Regions from separate parts of the Mus musculus genome. Here region 1 is linked to region 2. Evidence: chromatin contacts called from public HiChIP or PLAC-seq data. All regions are on one chromosome and are shown on one strand. Each heading gives the region's core, a stretch centred on a gene start, on an enhancer-like site or on the middle of the called end of the contact. The rest is flanking DNA. Distances are from core to core; before and after follow the strand shown. Region 1 overlaps Etl4 (enhancer trap locus 4). Region 2 overlaps Etl4 (enhancer trap locus 4).

Region 1 (5,147 bases), core at 958-3,457, 180 kb before region 2:
GGATGCCATAAATAAAGAGTGATAAGTCATGATGATACTAAGAGTAGGTTCTTAAAGCCCGTGACCTGTATGTACACCAGCCTTTGAGCGACCCCTCCTGGCAAACCACCCCATCAGGACCATGGCAGTGACATTACCTCCGCAACATCGTCAAGACATCTGTCATGCTCCTCACACGCTTCAGGAGACTGTCCAGCTTGTGTGGCTCTTCCTTCAGGAACCTTACTGCCTCAACTTCTATGCGCAGGACAGCACGCATCTTATTTTGCAAAGTTGGAAATTCTCCTACAGGCCAAACCAGCAGTGATTTTTAGAATAGGAAGGCAGAGTGACAATGCCCACCCCACTCCTGTGACCTAGGGTAGCACAGAGAAATACCAAGTCGGGAAGCAACGGGGTGAAATCTTATGGTCAAACTGAGTGACCTTGGATAAGGTCACAGCCCCTCTGGGTCCATTCCCTGTGTATTATGGATAAGGCTAAAAAGTTAGGGTTTGTTTTCAACGAGTTTGGTATGTCTGTAAGTTCAGTAAAAGGGAAAGTTTTAGTTGTATGGTTTAGTTTCCATCTTCAGCATCCTTTATAAAGGTCCTCTAAGAAGTCTTGAATGAATCTTTTACTGTTTGAAGGATTGTTTATTTATTTACATGTCTATTTGAAACAAAGTATTACTGTTTCCCTAATCTGGTCTCAACTGACTTTAAGGGATCCTCCTGCCTCAGCCTCCCAAGTAGGATGGGATGGTAGGTCCAGATTTGAAAGCTTCTTCGGTTTTTTTGGTTTTTGATTTTTTTTTTTTTTTTTTTTTTTTTTTTTGGTTTTTCGAGACAGGTTTTTCTCTGTGTAGCCCTGGCTGTCCTGGAACTCACTCTGTAGACTAGGCTGGCCTTAAACTCAGAAATCCGCCTGCCTCTGCCTCCCAATTGGTGGGATTAAAGGTGTGCGCCACCACCGCCCAGCTGAAAGCTTCATAAACATTCCAAGCAACACACTTCCAGTGGAAGGCTCACCTTTGAGAGTGGCCACAGCTTCTCCCACTTGTCGCAGGAGGAAAGCCCCATCTTCCACATCTTTCAGGGTCACCACTCTGCCAGTGGAGGAAGAGTCCTTCTTCAAGTCCTCAACAAAGTCCTCCAGCTCACTGTGGGGAGGCAGAGAGCAGATGGAACTGAGCATGGAGGGTCTCAGAAAGGACACGTGCAGGAGCAGGGGCTCTCCCATTTTCTGCTGTGTCCCAGCCCTATCTTAAGCTTCCAAGGAGGAGGTGGGAGCACAGTCGATAGTAGTTTGCTTTGCAATATTGCATGGCTATGTAAGGTAGCAACGGGAGAGCTCTCCCGTGTCTGTCATTTGTGGTTCAGATTGGTCCCGGGTGGGGGTGGAGTGGGCACTTGATACATTCTTAACTTTCAGTTGTATTCATGCCAGCCAAGAGAACAATGTGCACACTTGGTGACCAGGAATGGAGGGAGAGAAAGACAGAGGGGAGAGAGTCCTGATAGATTAGGATGGAGGCAGAAGATGGGGGCTGGGGGTAGCCTAAGAGGGGGGTATGAACCAGTACTACAGTGAAGTGTGTTAGCTCACTTTAGACAACCAGGTTTCTCAATTTTAGTACCTGACATTTTGAACCATATAGCTTCATTTTTAGTGCAGGGCTGTCTTACACAATGAAGGATGTGCATCCTTGGCCCCTTCCTGCTGAGTAGCAGTAGCAAGCAATCACAAATTCCAATAATTTGTGACACATGTGAATGTCCCTTGACATGGTCAAATATCCCTGGGAAAGAGAGAGCAAAACTGCCCTCAAAATCCCCTAATGGATAGCCTCTCTCTAGTGTACCTGACTGTCCCATCATTAATGACTGTCTCTCTTCTCTCACAACTAAGAACTTAGAGATCTGATTTCTGGAGGGAGGGAGGGACGGATGGAGGGGTTGGGATGGAGAGAGAGAACAGATATCAACTCCAACACAGCCAAGTTATATTCTTCCACTTGAAACAACAAAAACAATTTGCCCAGATGTGTTTGTATCCTTTCAAGTTGCCTGCAAATTCAAGAGAAAGCTCTTAAAGGACGAGGGTGCTAAGAAATGCAAGACCACTAGGTGGCAGTAAGTGAATGGCGGCTGTACTTCCTGGCGCCTTAGTGGAGGAGAGGATGGCCTCACAAGACATGGGCCCTTTCCTCTAGGTGAGTGAGTAGAAAGGAGCTAATGCAGCCACAGGAGGGAGTCCAGCAGGGCAGGACATACATTCAACAAGGATGAAGTCACACGTGACACATCTGACCTCTTCTGAGCAGGGGGATGAAGTATTTGGTGATGCCAGCCATTCTGATACAGAAATCTCTGATGAAAGGATGCCCCGTTAGGGTCTGCATCTGTTAAACACACCTGGTGTTAGGTGAGCATACCTACAGGGCACATGCAGCTGCTGCTCCTTGGGGTGGAGCTGGGCCAATCCTTGTCAGACCTCTAAATGGTCCATTGGTGAGGGAGGTTCCCTGGTAGACCAAGCAGTCTCCTGCATTCTTTCAGGCTTTGATGAAGCCCTTCCAAGCTAAGACTCCAGGGCCCCCAGTTCCTTCAACCACCCACAAACTGGTCAATATGCAAATACTCCTCCAAGGAGATGTTCCATGACCCAAAGCCACTCCATCCAGATAAACTCCTATTTTAGTTTCTCTTACCCAGTCTGCCTCCTGCGCATCATATCCCTGCAACCCAAAGTTCCCCAAACTCTGCTCCCCTTTGACGGGCAGCAGGGAACCTCTGACACCATTATTCTGCCAATTCATGTGCTTGTGATTCCTATTTCGAGCTCTGAAGGCCACTTTTATTAATTCAGAGATTGAAAAAGAGACAGTGCTGCTGAAAATGAGTGCAGACGGCCTTTTGAAAGTCATCAATGGGCTTTTGAAATAGGTAGGCTTTGCTCAAGAAGACGTCAGACATTCATGGGGCCTCCAGATTTCAGCATGGCCTTAAGCTGCTTTTTATTCTGCCTTTGTTGAAAAGAAGCCCATTGTTTGTTAAACTGAACTTAGTCTGACTCTTATTAGAAGCTGTTATTTCCAAGTAGAAAACCATGAAAGATATTGACTCATTTTTTTTTTCTGTTCTTTAATCCCCACTTTCACTCCTCTGTCCTCATGTTCAGAGGACCCAAGCCTAACAGTTCTACCAGAGTATTTCTTTTCTGGAATTTAGAAGGAAGGGAAAGGGACAGAGAAGGGCCAGCAAAGAGCAGGCGTTACTTCTCAGTAGCCCTGAGCCAGGTTCTAGAATATCTTACCTAAGCTCGCTCTCCTGTCATACGGATCCACCCAGTTACCCTAGTCTATGTCTGTTTAAGGTATAAGAAACAGATATGATAATATTAAGGAGATATATATGTATTCCATAACTTTTAAATTAGTGTTGTGTGACTGTGCATGCAGAAGGCAGAAGACAACTTTCTAGAGTTGGTTTTCAGGGTCTATTGTGGGCTCCCATGATCTTACAGTCTTTGCAAGCACAGCCTAGACAGGTACCAAGCAGGTCTCCAAAGCAGGAGTATGACCCATAGAAGACACCAAGCCAAGGAGAATGATACCGTTCAACTGTGAGATGTGATTAGGACCATGGACCCAATTCTCCTGCCAATCCCCAACCCTGTGGTTTTCTAAGGATGCCCCACATTTTCCTGGCCCAGAGATATACTGTCATGGGGCCTGCTGAGTTTCCCAGACCTTAAAGGAGGGACAGTTGGGACAAAGATACCAGGCTCAGCAGATCTCTAGCTTACACAATAGGTGCTCATTAAAGAGAGGGAGAGAAATACCAGCTAAGAAGGTCACCCTGTGAACAAAGACAGTTTTTCTCTTCAGGGTGACTCACCATAACTTTTTGACAATCCGCTCTTCTTCGTGGAGGTACTTCTGTCTCTCTTGCTCCACCAGGGTGCGCTGACGCTGTACCGGATCCTCTAGTCTCTTCATGGTCTCCTTCACTTTGTTACTGATTTCCAGCTCAGCCTTCTTCATCATCGCCCTCAGAATCTCCTGGTTCTGCAGCTGTTGAACAAAAGAAATCAGCCTCCATTGGCTTCATCTGTCTGCTATCATGAAGCCTGAATGCCCTGCAGTCTTCAGAAGTGGGCACAGAGAAAACCCACAGCTGAATCTTTATTTCAGTAAGAAAGAGAAGAGAGCAAGGACTGTATACAGGACTGTATACAGGATTGCTTCCTCAGAGAACGGCTAAGTTTTATCAGGCAACTGACAGCTGAACTTCTGTGCCTATAAAAAAGGTAGAGTTTTTTCTAGTCTTTGGCTGCTGTTACACACACACACACACACACACACACACACACACAAACACACCACAAACTCTCACAGACGATTTTATAGAGAGGAGTCAAGAGTACTAGCATTGAAAGCCCAGTGATCAACCAGGCCTTCAGTCCTTGTCTCCCCCCAGACACTTGGATAGGCTTTCTTGCTCTCCGTTTCGCGTTTCTCTCCTGATGTAGAATCTGCTCTCCTTGGCAGAGCTACTCTGAGGTTCTTGTAGATCCTCAACAACCATTGGGTTGACAGGAATTTTTCAGAATGTCTTCAAAAAGCGAATCTGAGCTCTCTGATTTGTTTGGCTTCATGTCTCAACAGTGTAGAATCACAGCTCCTTACCATGTGGCACTACACATTGATGGGGCAATAATGAGTCCAGATGAGACAAAGGCTCTTGGGAATTGACTAATTTCACTGGATTTGACAAAGGCTGCATTTATATCTAAGTCCATAATTTCCATACGGTTTCCGGGATTCACTGGTCCTTCATCACATGGAACAAAGAGCATGCAAGTTTGAGCTACCCTTCAGAAGATGCTTGCCAATAGTTGCTAGGTTTTCATATGTCCACAAAGTGAACACCCTTGATCAGCTTCAGCAGCAATTGTATTTTATTCATTCCACTGTCCCTAAGACACCCCCCCTCAAAAAAAAAAAAAAAAACAAAAACAAAACACCAGAGCAACATTCAATTGTTTGCACTGGTTTCTTGATCCTTTTCCACTACAAGGTATCACCTCAGAGGACTGGGGATGCTGTTGTCATCTGCCCCATTATCTCTTCACACTGAGAGGAAGAACACTTTGACCATGGT
Region 2 (5,407 bases), core at 221-2,720:
TGTCTGTGTCCAGGGGCTTGGAGTATATATATGCATATAAGCAGGGATCCTCAAACTTTGGGGTTAAGTGATTGGAGAGGTGACAAGGGAAAGCCATCCTTCAAACCTGATATCATTTGTTCGGACAGTGGGGCAGAAATGATGGCTGTGAGCCACCATGTGGCTGCTGGGATTTGAACTTAAGACCTTCGGAAGAGCAGTCAGTGCTCTTAACCACTGAGCCATCTCGCCAGCCCTTTCACCAATGTCTTAGCACCCTAGAGATAGAGCCTGGGGGCTCTTAAGTTTGAGGGCAGTCTGGGCTATATAGTTCCCCACCAGCCACCACTCCATATTAAGACCCTATCTCAGAAAAAACAGATAAAAAACAAAACATTTTTGGATGACAGCATCCTACATGCACACTGGTATGAGCAGAGATGTGTTTATCTTAAAAGTAAACATATCAAGTTCTAAAAAAAAAAAAAAAAAAAAACCCTGCAAACATTCATATTTTGTGCTGCCTGTATCCTTGGGAAATTCAGCAATATTTAGCATGGTTTTGTTTACATAAAAATTTATTGAAGGTACAGTAGGTTTCTTTGTCCCTTGTCACAATATGAATGCATTAATAAGCCTCGTCTTTTGGCTTTTTACACACACACACACACACACACACACACACACACACCTATATAATGGTATTAATATCAGAATTTTCTATCTCCAAAACACCTGGCCAAGCATTCTAAAGTCGTGGCCTCACACAGACAGTTCAGATCTTCATAATGTGAAAAACTACTCTATGCCTTGCAGACACTTTGTGTCTCTGGCCTGTGCACACAAAATGTCACTATCCCGATTACTCTTACAAGCAAAGTGACCCCGCGAATTCCCACAATGCAGCACGGTGACTGGCACTTTTCTCTAGCATCATCCAGGCTGAGGCAGGCTCACCTCCTCACATTTCATGCTTCTCTGCTTCCTGTTTCATTCCCAGACAGCTGAGAAGACTTCACTGTCAAATCCTCTCCTGTTTTGAAAATCCAGGCATGCTACCCTGCCATCTCCTTCTGTGGTTATTAGCAAAGATGTGTGAGCTGGAATACTCAGCTTTTGACACCATGACAGAGAACATCCTCTTAACCTTTACATCGTCTTTGCTACTTAGTTCCAAATACCACAGCTAAGATGATCAAATGAGGCACACGTGAGTGTTTACTCTTCGATGAGACAGTCAGGGGGTTACGTTCATAATCTATAACTGGAAACAATTCACACAGTTACTCTCTATACTTGTTCATGTCAAAAGTACCTGCATGAAAATGACAATAGATAATCAAAGGTGATGGGTAACTAATAAATCAGGGATACTAAAGGCAAAGAAGGGGCTACAGTTTTCTAAAACTGAAAAGGATTGTATAGGAAACGATCTCCTCTGGGCCACACCCTCTATGCAATTCATTCATTAGTCATCCAGCAGACATTCAGAGTTCTTGCTGCACAGGAGGAGGCCCTGTGCTATGTACACATAAATGTTTGATTCCTGTGAACCATAATCACCTAAGAGCTTTGTTGAGGTTGAATTCCCATTCAGCTAATCTAGTATGGAGGTTAGGAGCATGTATTTCTAAGGCTGGAGCTCGGAGCCCCCACACTTTAGCATGCTGAGTTCTTTGAACAAAAGGCAGCCTTCCAGACATCCTCAGGACCAGAGATTTTTCTGACCTTCTGTTTCCAACCCCAGCAGGGATCTCTCTCTCTCTCTCTCTCTCTCTCTCTCTCTCTCTCTCTCTCTCTGAAGTTCCCATATTTGAGGCTCCTCCAAAATGAACACAATGGCCTTTACTCCCTTCCAGAAATTTTCTTAAATCAGTCACAATTAACTTCACAGCATAGAAACAAAGACGAAGGGGCCCCACCACACTCAGACAGACTTTTAATTGGTTTTCTGGCCAACTTAATTCACACACTATTGTCTATCTATTCTTTGGAGGCTCATTCAATTTTCTAAAAATATCCTTTATTAACTTTTGAAATCACCCACAACACATCTCCATTTCTCACTTCCCTACCAAGGGGATATTTGAGTTATGTGTTTTTGAAAGACTTTCATGCTCATGGACCCATTACCTTGTGTTTTGCCTGTTAACACACCTGTTGCCATTTATGTCAGCAAACCAAACAGGCATCCTTCAAAAGAGGAAGGGGACCTCCCTCCTGCTCATGAAGTTCCGGGACACGCGCTCAGCAGACAATGTATTAAATAACCAAAAACTTTAGGGAGGAAAATAATGAAGGTTGAACCCTGATTTCATTTTTATTAATTCTTTGAGAATTTCATAATTCATACAATATATTTTGGTCATATTAACCTCCTACTCTTCATGCTAAGGCCTCCCAGGTCTACCTCCCACTCTTGCAACAGGCTTTTAAAACGGTATGAGGGGACATTTAACTGTAGGTGGGTGTCAGCATGCCCACTTCATCCCTACTCTTCTCCCTACCCTGTTATAGCTATATGAACTCAACTTTAGTTATTTATTGAGTGAGTGAGTGAGTGAGTGAGTGAGTGACTAGGGTTTCTTTAGATGTGAGTGAGTGAGTGAGTGAGTGAGTGAGTGAGTGAGTAGGGTTTCTTTAGATCTAGAACCATGCTTGTCTTCAGGAAGGCTTAAGTGACCAGAGACTAGGGTACCATGTAGTCTCTCCTCCCCCAGCCTGAAACCTGCTTGCTCAGGGGTGGAGCTTCCTGCTCATTCGTTCTGCCACGCCCACTGCTGGAACCTGAGGAGCCACACACGTGCACCTTTCTACTGGACCTGAGATTATTCGGCGGGAATCGGGTCCCCTCCCCCTTCCTTCATAACTAGTGTCGCAACAATAAAATTTGAGCCTTGATCAGCGTAACTGTCTTGGCTACATTCCTTTCTCTCGCCACCTAGCCCCTCTTCTCTTCCAGGTTTCCAAAATGCCTTTCCAGGCTAGAACCCAGGTTGTGGTCTGCTGGCCGGACACAACAGTACCAGGTGAGTAGAGTGTGAGAAGAGAAGAAAATAATGGGGGTGGGGGAGGGGAGTCTAAGTCTCAGGTCACTGGCATCTTTTAAAAGTTTTTGACCAGCTGAACAACTTCCTCAGCAAATGGTAAAGACAATTTAACTCCCATTCCAATGAGATCAACATTATTTCTCATTCCATTATAATAATTTAGATGAATCTTATACCATCTAGACTACATTTTAGTGACTTAACTATGTTTCCTGTAATGATATGGCAAGCCTTTGCTGGTTAGAAAACCCGAGACCCTTTTTCAAGCATCTTTGCTCAAAAAGCTAGGGAACTCATGGTCTCACTAAACTTTGAATCACTAAACAAAAGCCCACCTGTGGTATTTCACTTTATTTAAGGGTCTAGACTTTCTCTACATGCTAGAAAGTGTCCACTTCAAACAATAGATTTAAAAAAAATCCCTTTTACTTAAATAATAAGCAAATTTATAAAGTGTCCAAGAGAAACACATCCAGTGGAAATCCCCCTCCGTTCCTATATGGGGTTCAAAAGCAAAATGAAATGGGCTCATTGTTGAACACTGTGGTGGGATATACTAACAGGGGAGTCTGATCAAAACCAGTTCTGATGTAAACCTCTAAGTACAATACTATAGGTAATGGTCCCCAGTTTGGTGTCAGACCCAAGGACAAGGCACTGAGTGCATATTTTGCATATCAAAGCAGACCTGACCTCCATCTTCTCCCAGCATCCCTCAGTCCCTACTTGGAATAACCTGCCTCCAAACTTGCACGTCCCAGCCTCAGGGCTGGGCTGTCCTTTTTCAAGAGACTCCTCGATACATAATCCAGACATTTTGCTCTCTTCCTCCCTCTCTCCCACCCTCCCTTTCTTCCTTCTTCCCCCCTTTTCCTCTTTCTCTTTCTCTCTCTCTCTCTCTCTCTCTCTCTCTCTCTCTCTCTCTCTCTCTCTCTCTCTCCCCCTCTTTGCATGCCCTTTCTCTCTTTCTCCTCTCCCCCACCCCACCCCATGGCAACTCCCCTGGTCTCAATTCTTGGGGCTAGTGAACTCACTGAAGAGCAAGCTTCCTAGTAAACCTGCCTTTAATATTAACTAATCTGGTTTGAATTTGCTCATTTCAGAAAAATAACTTATCGTTCACCACAGGCTGCTTTAAGTTAGAAGTTGGAGTAGCATGACAAATGGCTGCTACCTACTGTCTAAGGAAAAGAAGGTAGGAATGTCCCATTGGGATGTTATAGAGGAGGAAAAGGACCTGCTTCTCTCTGCAAGGTGGCCTTCCACAAAATATTGTAGTCAACAACGAAGAATGATTCATATACTATAGGTTAGATTTTTATTACTGAAATAAAGTTTTGGGAATAAATTAGTATATTTCACTCACAGTTTTAGAGACCTTAGTCCACGGTCACTGACCACACTGCCTAAGGGTTAGTAGAGTTTGTGAGCAGTGAATGAATGGTGGCCAGGAAGAAAGAATAGGAAGGTCCATTATCATGCAGATAATTGTACTAACATCCTTCTTCCTGGCCCAGCCTCTTGGAGGGTCTATTCCCTCCCAAGAGCAGTTACAGACTGGAGACCAGGTCTCCAACTCATGGCCTTTGGAAGCCATCCAAGATCCAAATTACAGTTACCTCAGCTAGAACAACCCAACTTCAGGAGACAGATGGAAAACTTCTTCTGAAACAAGAGGATAATTGGCCAGCCCTGCTAGATTTATCTTAATGACGTCCAACTGAAAAGCCTTCAGAGTGATTTGTTCATATTAGACATTGATAAAGCTCTTTTATTGAATGTTGGATTACTGTGGGAGGGAGATACTTAGCAAAGAAAAGGAGTGAGGAAAGTTCTTGTTTTAGGACCTGTAAGAGCCTCATCTGGAGGTGGGTAACAGGCAATGTTTCTAGGGACAATATACTAAAATCCTAAACTCTGCTGAAAAAAATTGTGATTAAAATCAGATTTACAGAGTTACTGTTATTGTGTGACTATAGATAAGGAGCTTTGTCCTTCGAGAAGCACATTCTTATACCCTAATCCTTACTCCTGTTCTGACAATGACCCATTGTTCACTGTTGGCTTTGGATTTCCTCGACTTTCTGAAGGACTCAGTGCCCTTGAGATAGTTTCAGGCCTCTGACTCCAAGACTCTTGCCTATCCTCACTCAGTCTCTGGGAGCCTTCGACCTGCTGTGCAGTATCGGAGATTTCCTACTATGTTATCTTGGCTTATCAAGTCTTCTTTTGCTCTCTTTGAGGTTACACATCTATCTGTTATCTGTTGTCTCCAAACTACTCAAAGCTCTCAACTCTTCTCACTTGACTCTCCTGCTCCACTCACTACACAGATTCCTTGTCAACCTGGGATCCACCTCTTTGAGCTCTGTGCCGAC

The links. HiChIP or PLAC-seq counts read pairs in DNA pulled down with a chosen protein or histone mark.
Region 1: an H3K27ac HiChIP or PLAC-seq map of embryonic stem cells shows a contact between it and region 2, with 2.5 times the contacts expected there. The contact joins two enhancer-like sites. A contact is called at or near these places in 2 of 484 Hi-C or Micro-C datasets (cerebral cortex and embryonic stem cells) and 4 of 115 datasets of contacts at active chromatin or transcription factors (embryonic stem cells and pancreatic cancer cells).

Annotation. Positions count from the first base shown.
Region 1 is chr2:20,776,936-20,782,082 of GRCm38.p6, reverse strand. It overlaps Etl4 (enhancer trap locus 4), which reads right to left. Exons shown (of 22, transcript NM_001081006.1): 11 at 3,882-4,057; 12 at 1,011-1,141; 13 at 138-285. Among named protein-coding and RNA genes, the nearest start is that of Arhgap21, 190 kb to the left of the region's middle. Within about 2 kb of position 2,207, at least 18 of the 459 cell types and tissues checked have an H3K27ac peak or open chromatin away from gene starts, as enhancers often do. A contact at or near this core is called in embryonic stem cells, where this site is marked.
Region 2 is chr2:20,593,489-20,598,895 of GRCm38.p6, reverse strand. All of the region lies in intron 3 of Etl4 (enhancer trap locus 4), which reads right to left. Among named protein-coding and RNA genes, the nearest start is that of Gm17171, 260 kb to the right of the region's middle. Within about 2 kb of position 1,470, at least 24 of the 459 cell types and tissues checked have an H3K27ac peak or open chromatin away from gene starts, as enhancers often do. A contact at or near this core is called in embryonic stem cells, where this site is marked.